Linked DNA regions of Mus musculus: region 2 is linked to region 1. The links are chromatin contacts, called in public promoter capture Hi-C maps. All regions are on one chromosome and are shown on one strand. Each heading gives the region's core, a stretch centred on a gene start, on an enhancer-like site or on the middle of the called end of the contact. The rest is flanking DNA. Distances are from core to core; before and after follow the strand shown.

The links. Promoter capture Hi-C pulls out the DNA fragments that hold promoters and counts their contacts.
Region 2: a contact with region 1 is called in a promoter capture Hi-C map of the HPC-7 cell line. The contact joins the enhancer-like site here to the promoter of Lyrm2 in region 1. A contact is called at or near these places in 15 of 39 promoter capture datasets (the C10 cell line, the HPC-7 cell line, HPC-7-derived erythroid cells and 9 more), 25 of 484 Hi-C or Micro-C datasets (CD4 T cells, DN2 thymocytes, the G1E-ER4 cell line and 17 more), 24 of 115 datasets of contacts at active chromatin or transcription factors (the 230-238 cell line, the SCID.adh cell line, bone marrow-derived macrophages and 15 more) and 3 of 9 other capture datasets (adipose tissue, liver and pancreatic islet).

The regions. Positions count from the first base shown.
Region 1 is chr4:32,798,246-32,802,346 of GRCm38.p6, reverse strand. It overlaps Lyrm2 (LYR motif containing 2), which reads right to left and starts at 2,088. Exons shown (of 3, transcript NM_175364.4): 1 at 2,012-2,088; 2 at 1,597-1,737; 3 at 79-1,204. The coding sequence starts at 2,056. The coding sequence ends at 1,124.
Region 2 is chr4:32,935,388-32,939,488 of GRCm38.p6, reverse strand. All of the region lies in intron 1 of Ankrd6 (ankyrin repeat domain 6), which reads left to right. Among named protein-coding and RNA genes, the nearest start is that of Ankrd6, 13 kb to the left of the region's middle. Within about 2 kb of position 2,253, at least 37 of the 459 cell types and tissues checked have an H3K27ac peak or open chromatin away from gene starts, as enhancers often do. A contact at or near this core is called in the HPC-7 cell line, the N1E-115 cell line and nephron progenitors, where this site is marked.

The DNA of each region.
Region 1 (4,101 bases), core at 839-3,338:
AATTGTCAACTTTGTGACCTATTTCTTTTTCCAGTGTTTGCAGGAGAATGCAGAGTACAATGCTCCTTAATGATGATTCTTTTTTTTTTTTTTTAAAGATTTGTTTATTGTATTTATAGGTACACTGTAACTGTCTTCAGACACAACAGAAGAGGGCACCAGATCTCATTACAGACGGTTGTGAGCCACCATGTGGTTGCCGGGATTTGAACTCTGGACCTTTGGGAGAGCAGTCAGTGCTCTGATTCATCATTTCATGAGGATGTTAGGTGCAGGAGCTGAACTGCCCACCCAGTGCTCCCTCTTCTTGGTGTTCTTAGCTATTTCCACTAAAGCTCCGCGAGACCTCAGTCTTATGGTTATCAAACCATGTCACACCTGAAGAAAGTCACTTCAGAACTCTGAAGGACAAAGCAGGTTATTCAAGCAAGATCTAGCGCTGTTTCTAGCCAGTTCTTAACCTTCCTAATGCTGTGACCCTTTAATACAGCTCTAATTTTATGGTGACCCACAACTGTAAAAATTTTGTTACTTCATAACTGTAATATTGCTGTTATGAATCATAAATACCTAATACTAGACCCCCGTGAAAGAGTTGTTTGGCCCCAAAGGGGTCATGACCCACAGCAAGAGAATCACTTTTCTAGGGCAGTACACTGCCAGTCCTGCATCTGACTTTGTAACAGCTTGTGATCACATCACAACATACACTCATTTTGGTTTGTGTGCCACAGTGCCTGTGTGGAGGTCGGAGGGCAACTTTCTGGAGTGGTTTTTTTTTTTTTTCCACGATATGAGTGTCACAGGGACCAAACTTCTGTCCTTGGCAGCAAGAGTCTTCATGAGGAGCTATCTTTACCAGCCCTGTCCTCATTGCCTTTCTAAGAATTGCTAACTAGTCGTCTGTTTTTCAAAGGGGCTGCCATTTCACCTTCCCTCTGAGCAATTGAGGATTCCAACCTCTCATCTTGACATTAGTTCACGTTTAATTATTACAGCCACGGACTGTAGTGGAAATATTAACACGCTTCACTTATATTCTTGATCAGAGTGATTATCACCTTTTTGGGTGCTCTATGACAGTGGCTCGGAGCCTGTGCAAAACACATGAAAAATCTTCCAGTTACGAGTTGGCTAAGGCAAGCGTCCTTTCTAGTTCCTTTAGCTGCATATTGCCTTGGGTTATCATCATTCGGATTGTATCCTGTGGAGGAAAGGACAATCTAGTCATTGTTTTACCAGCTTAACCACGGCAAAGTTCTATTATTGTATCTGGTACAGTCAAGAACCAACAGTGGCTGTTACAGGTTGTAGCTGTGGGCTTACCAATGCCCAAGGCACTACATTCAATCCTGTCACCAAAAGGCACTCCCCCCATCCACCCCCCCCCCCCAAAAAAAAACAGTAGTGTGAAGTGGAAAGCTGGACGCTAGGCTACACAATACAAAGCCAGATGTGCTGCAAAACAAATGTAAAATACCCAGTGGGCAGTGAGCAAATTCTCTGTGGCATATTCCAAGGTGTTCGCTAAACTTCACAAGCTCAGTGATACAATGGGACAAAGGAGCCGTGGCCCCAGCGTGGTCTTGCTCTCACCTCTTCTGTGGCACTTTTGTTTCTTTTAAATTCTTCCCTGGCCCAATCCTGAAGGTATTTTCGGTCAGAATCACTTGGAACTTGCCTAATCGCTCGCAAAATCTTTCTGTAGAGGAGGAGAACTTGCTGCCTTCTCATGAACTGCTCAAGGGAAGGAGAAAGACAAGTTACCACAAACCAGCCGGCTCCACTCAGCAAGCAGAAATAGCCCTTTGGTCCTCGCTAGCAAACAGAACAAGAGAGAATCCTTGCGGACCGGCGGGCGGGCGGCTTGCGAGGGCGGGGCACGCCTAGCAGCTCCGCCCTCGGGAGGCTGAGGCTGTCGGCCGAGGCCCGCGGTGGCCGCGGCGAGCCAGGTCGCAGGGGGAGCGCGACCACACAGGACACCTCCGCGGGGCTGAGAGATCAGCAGTACCTGCTTCAGCGTCAGGGCTGCGGGAGGCAAGCGGGATGCCGCCATGTTGCCCACGGAAGCTGCTGCGGCTCAGGAGCGGAAGTGGCCCTCGGGCACCCTGGTCACGGAAGCGGAAGGAGGAGACGGATGCGCGAGTCCTGGGTTTTCCGCGGAGAACCCAGGAGCTCGGTCGCTTTTACGGGAGGGGAGAAAATGTGTGCCTTTTGAGCACCCTTGCTGTGTATAACTGAGAAGACCGCCATTATGCTGGCAAATTCCGTTTGCATCCTGGAAGCTTCTCTTTTTCTCTACACTTTATCCTACAGCACGCAGGTCGCCTCGATCGTTGCGACTCCGTGCGCTTTCCCTACTCGTGTGCCCTCTCGCTTTTTTGTTTTTGTCCCCCACATCACATACCCAGAAGTCAGGTTATTGAATCTGCTTCTCGTGTTTTGTTTTGGTTTTTCAATTTTTCTCTAACATGGGACGTTGGGGATCAAACCTGTATCATCAGGTTTGGGGCAAAGCACCTTTAATGTCTGAGCCATTTCAATGGCCCTTGGATAATTTCTTTATATAGAGAGCTTTAACTCTACATTAACATATTTGTTTCTTTTTTTGGTTTTTCGAGACAGGGTTTCTCTGTGTAGCCCTGGCTGTCCTGGAACTCGCTCTGTAGACCAGGCTGACCTCAAACTCAGAAATCCGCCTGCCTCTGCCTCCCAAGTGCTGGGATTAAAGGCGTGCGCCACCATGCCCGGCTAACATATTTGTTTCTTTTGAGACTTTACAATATTGTCTTCTACTCACAGCTGTTGTAAAAGTGTATTATTATGATCAGTTTTATATTTACTCCACGTAAGTTATTTTCATTTATGACACACTATGGATCTAAGTTCTTTTCCAGCCACTAGACTAAAAATTCAAGATCATTTATTAAATAATTCATGACTTTCTCAGGTCATTGTAGTAATCTTTTTGAATGCAGGGTCTTTTATTGTCTAAATAATTCGATCAGTCTTGTTTTATCTCGGCCAGGTATCAAGCTATAAATTTTGCTTTTTATGTTGTTGTTCTGGCAGATCCAGTAGTTTCTTGTTAGGATATTTTCTATGACCCTTGGAAAGGCACTGAGCTAATTTCCACATCACCTGGGGATATTTATAAGATTCATAATTAGTGCTGGGTCTAAATTGGGCACCGAGAACAGGTATTTTGTACATTCTTTTCTCTACACTCATGTTAGCCACAGGCAATGTTGTCATATAGATATATACTCCCTGTCTCAAAGATTTATACTTTGAGTAGGAAAGCTTTGAAGGTCAATGCAGTGTTACTTAATTGACTGAGAGTAGGTTCTTGCCTCAAATAACTCTCAGCGCCAAAGCTCAGCGTACAGTCTTTTTAAAGACAAAAGACGCAATGCCATCATTGTCAGGTGTAAGTCAGGAATATGGTAGTATTTGTTTTGACTACACAACCAGAAGATATTTTGATTATGTATCTGAGGCCATGGAAAGTCCCAAATGTGTTGCCATAATGGATGTGACGATTCAAGGGGTTTAAGGGACTAAATATGTGCCTGAGCCAACACAAAGCAGGGTAAGATCGGGACAAAAAGACATTACCTTAGTCACTTCATTTCTCACTTCTTTTAGTGACTTTTATTTTAATTTTATTTTTTAAAATGTGTTTATTTTATATATATGAGTACACTGTAGTCATCTTCAGACACACCAGAAGAGGGCATCGGATCCCATTACAGATGGTTGGAAGTCACCATGTGGTTGCTGGGATTTGAACTCAGGACCTTTGGAAGAGCAGTCAGTGCTCTTAAACGCTGAGCCATCTCTCCAGCCCCTTTTTAGTGGCTTTTAAATATTTGATTTCTCAGAGGGAGCAGGTACTGGTTCTTCAGAATCCTTAGACCTACAAGGAGGATACAAGGACTGGGGCTGGAGAGATGGCTCAGCAGTTAAGAGCACTGACTGCTCTTCCGAAGGTCCTGAGTTCAATTCCCAGCAACCACATGGTGACTCAGAATGGTCTGTAATGACATCTGATGCCCTCTTATGATGTTTCTGAAAAGAATGGCAGTGTACTCATAAAAT
Region 2 (4,101 bases), core at 1,004-3,503, 140 kb before region 1:
AGCTTAAAAAATCCATTTACTGTGTGGAAATGAAGAAGCAGAAAGACTTAGTACACTGCCATTTAAAACGTCAGCAACATTAAGGTCGGCTTGTTTTACTTTTTAAGAAAAGAGTGGTTTGAACAGAATTTGACTTTTTTCTCAGCAGGGAACTTGTGACCCTGGCATCCTTGATAGACCCTGATGAATCTTCATGGTCCGTATGAGGTTTGCGTCAGGCAGGCCTCAGACATGTTCATCCTTTGTGTGTTCAGGGTTGTGGAGTTGCTCCACAATTCCTCTATGGGAAGCTTGTGTTGTCCTTTCTCTCTGATGCCTCCCTCCCCTTCCCTCCCTCTTTACCTCCCCCTTCCCTCTCTCTTTTCCTCCCTCCCTCCTTTATGCCCCTTCCATTCATCTCTTGTGCCTTTCCCTTCCCCTCCCTTTCCTCTCTCCTCCCTTCTCTGCCTCCTTGTCTCTTTCTTGTTTTGGGGCAGAGTATTACAGTAGACATCAAGCTGGGGGCTGGCGAGATGACTCAGTGGTTAAGAGCACTGACTGCTCTTCCAGAGGTCCTGAGTTCAAATCCCAGCAACCACACGGTGGCTCACAACCATCTGTCATGAGATCTGATGCCCTCTGGTATGTCAGCAGGAGGCTGAACTAGCAGGAACTTTCCTCTGAGGCCTCCTCTTGCCTGGAAGATGGCTCTCCTCTCATCTACACTGGCATGGTCTTCCCTGCATTGCTTGTCTGTGTCCCGCAATATCGCCAGTCAGAGTGGAGGAGGGCCCTCCCTCAAGGCCTCATTTGAATTTGGTTAGTGCTTTATAAGCTGTCTCCAATGGACAGTCACACTCTGACAAAGACTGTGTGCATGTATTTTGAGGGGACATTTACCTTGAAACACTCCCCATTGTCCCACTCCCATTTTCTTCCTTCCTTCCTCTCCCCCTCCCTCTTCTCCCTTCGCTTTCCTAAGTTTCCCAGGCTGTGCCTAAGTAGTGCCGGTTTAGGGTGTTAGGAAGCAATTTAGCATAAAGTAAGCTTTATGTTAAATCACCTTGCATCTGCTGCAAAGCTGGTGCTCATAATTTAGGATTAAAACATTTGTTGGGGGTGGTGTGGAAAGATGGCTCAGCAAGCAGTTAAGAGCGTTGACTGCTCTTCTGAAGGTCCTGAGTTCAAATTCCAGCAACCACATGGTGGCTCACAACCATCTGTAACGAGATCTGATGCCCTCTTCTGGTGTGTCTGAAGATGGCTACAGTGTACTCATATACATAATAATAAATAAATCTTTAAAAAAAATCATTTGTTTGGCAGTGGTCATCATGCTCAGACCTTTGCCGAATGTTCAACAGGTCCTTCCCCACTGAGCCTTCAATCCATGCCTTAAGTTTATTTAGCTAGCCACCAGTCCCTCAACAACGCAGTGTCCTTTGCTAAGATTTTCTTCTTCTTGAACACAGATTCTTCAATGTTTGTTTGTTTAGGTTTTTCAAGAAACAGTTTCTCTATGGAGTCCTACTCTGTAGACCAGGTTGGTCCAACTCAGAGATCCCCCTGCCTCTGCCTCTCAAGTGATGGGATTAAAGGTGGGCGCCACCACTGCCTGGCTTGGGATGCTGTTTTAAAAACAACATTGAAACTATGTACATAAAAACTTTATATCCTATTAGCTAATTCCTTTAAGCAGATTACCAGAAATTAAATTATTAGGTAAAAGGAATGAATATTTTAAATACTTGTACCTTAACACGATATTTAATCAAATTAAAAGCCTTATGACTTTTTCAAAAATCAATAGAAACCATTATTTATTTCAGATAATATGAATTTAGATAGGGCAAGCAAACAAAAAGCAACCTTAACCTCATGTTTGCCCCTGGATTTCCTTGAAGACAGTCTTTCATTAGGTTCTCTAGGTTCTCTCTCTCTGTGTGTGTGTGTGTGTGTGTGTGTGTGTGTGTGTGTGTGTGTGTGGTATGTGGTTATGGGTGTGTGTGGGGGGGGGAGGAGGTGGGTGTGTGTACTGGGGATGAACCCAGGACATTATTTATGCCAAGGAAGGACTTCACCACTGAACTGCCTTTCTGCCCCTTATTGTTCACATTTGGAAGCAAAAATCTTTGTTTTGGGGCACTAGAAACAAAAGTCAGCCTGCCCAATTTATCAATTAAGTGTCAAACCACAACTCTTCAACCCTACGGTCTGAGATAATAGACTACGTAGTCTCATGCGCTGTGCTTGGGAGGATAATTATTAGTCTCTGTAGCTCAAAGCTGCCGTTGTTCCTCAGTAAGAGAGTGAGTCTCATCGCTGTTGGTGACATTGTATCTAGTAGTGAGAGCTCCTCCGTCCACTGGCAGGGACTTCACTTCCTTTTGACCTGATTAGGTGTCCCGTGTTAGACTAACAGGCAGCTGGAACTTGCTCTGCAGATCAGTAGTGTTTTTTCTGTAAGCTAAAACACCTCTTTCGCCTCTTGCAACTTGATCATACATGCCTCCTTACAGAAATCTGAGCCTTGCTGGAGTGTTATCTACAAGCACTTACATCTGTCTGGCTTTTGTTTGGAAGCCAGAGCAGAAATGTCACATGATACACAGGAAAAGATCGTGTGATCTTGTGTATTCATTTGTAACCTGCCATGGTTTGCCAAGAGTCTTTTGTGAGTTAATAACACCTTTTCTAGAACTTACCTTGCTTCCATCTGAACTACTTTGTAACTTTTCTTTTGGGGTGGGGTGGGGGGGTTATTCTCAATTTTGAGTTCAAGTTTTATTCTGTCTGTATAGATTTCAGAGGGCTTGCTGGCAGGGCCCACCTTGACTTTAGGGACAGAGAAGGAATGAAGGAATTGTGGGGACTGAGAAGGTAGCCAGGGAATGCTGCCAAGCAGAGGGAGATTTCAAAAGGGTTTGTGGGTGTGTCAAGGAGGAAGTAGAAAATTTTCAGAGAGTCTGAGTGAATTCTAAAACAAAAAGAGGGCCTGCTAAGACAAAAAGGGACTTTCATCTTCCCAGCTATCCTTGAAATCTCTGGCCCACACAGATCTTTAAGAATGTGTGCTGCAGGGGCTGGAGAGAGATGGCTCAGTGGTTGAGAGCACTGGCTGCTCTTCCAGAGGACCTGGGTTTAATTCTCAGGATGCCACATGGGGCATCATAGCTGCATATAACTTCTGCTCTAGGGGATCTGACATCCTCATACAGATACACACACAGGCAAAACAGCAATGCACATGGACTAAAATAATAATAAAAAAAAGAATGTGAATTGCTGCCCAGTGAATAGGCATGTATTTCTCTCTCTCCCTCCCTCCCTCCTCTCTTTCTCTGTCTGTCTGTCTGTCTGTCTGTCTCTCTCTCTCTGCTTGTGCAGTGATGGAGGGAGGATTTATTTGTTTGTTTTGAGACAGGTTCTTTCTATGTAGCCCTGGCTGCCCTAATAGAATTCACTTTGTAGACCAGGTAAACCAAGCTAACTGGACTCAGAGACCCTCCTGCCTCTGCTTCCTGGGTGCTGGGATTAAAGGTTACCACACCTGGCCAGTCTCTGCACTCTTTTTTTTTTTTTTTTCTCGAGACAGGGTTTCTCTGTATAGTCCTGGCTGTCCTGGAACTCACTCTGTAGAACAGGCTGGCCTCGAACTTAGAAATCCGCCTGCCTCTGCCTCCCAAGTGCTGGGATTAAAGGCATGCGCCACCTCGCCCAGCAGTCTCTGCACTCTTAATCCCAGCATTCAGGAGGCAGAGATAGATGGATCTCTGAGTTCCAGGATAGCCTAGTCTATAAGAGTCCCAGAACAGCCAGAGAGAGCTACATAGTGAGACTCTAAAACAAAAAAACTAAAGGTGAATAAAAGAAAGAGGAGGAGAGGAAAAGGAAGAGGAGGAAGGCAGGAAAGAAGTTTGAAGAGTTTGGAAGATGGTGTCAGTTTGAAGATCAGGCTGGCTTTGAACTTGCCATATAGCCTCAGCTGCCCGTAAAGTTTCCCGTGTCTCCACCTACCAAGTGCTGATATTACATATATGTGCCACCATGTCCAGCTTTATATGTTTTTAATCCTTATGCTTCTTTTGCTTCTATCTATGTGTGGATTGTCTGAGGACATTT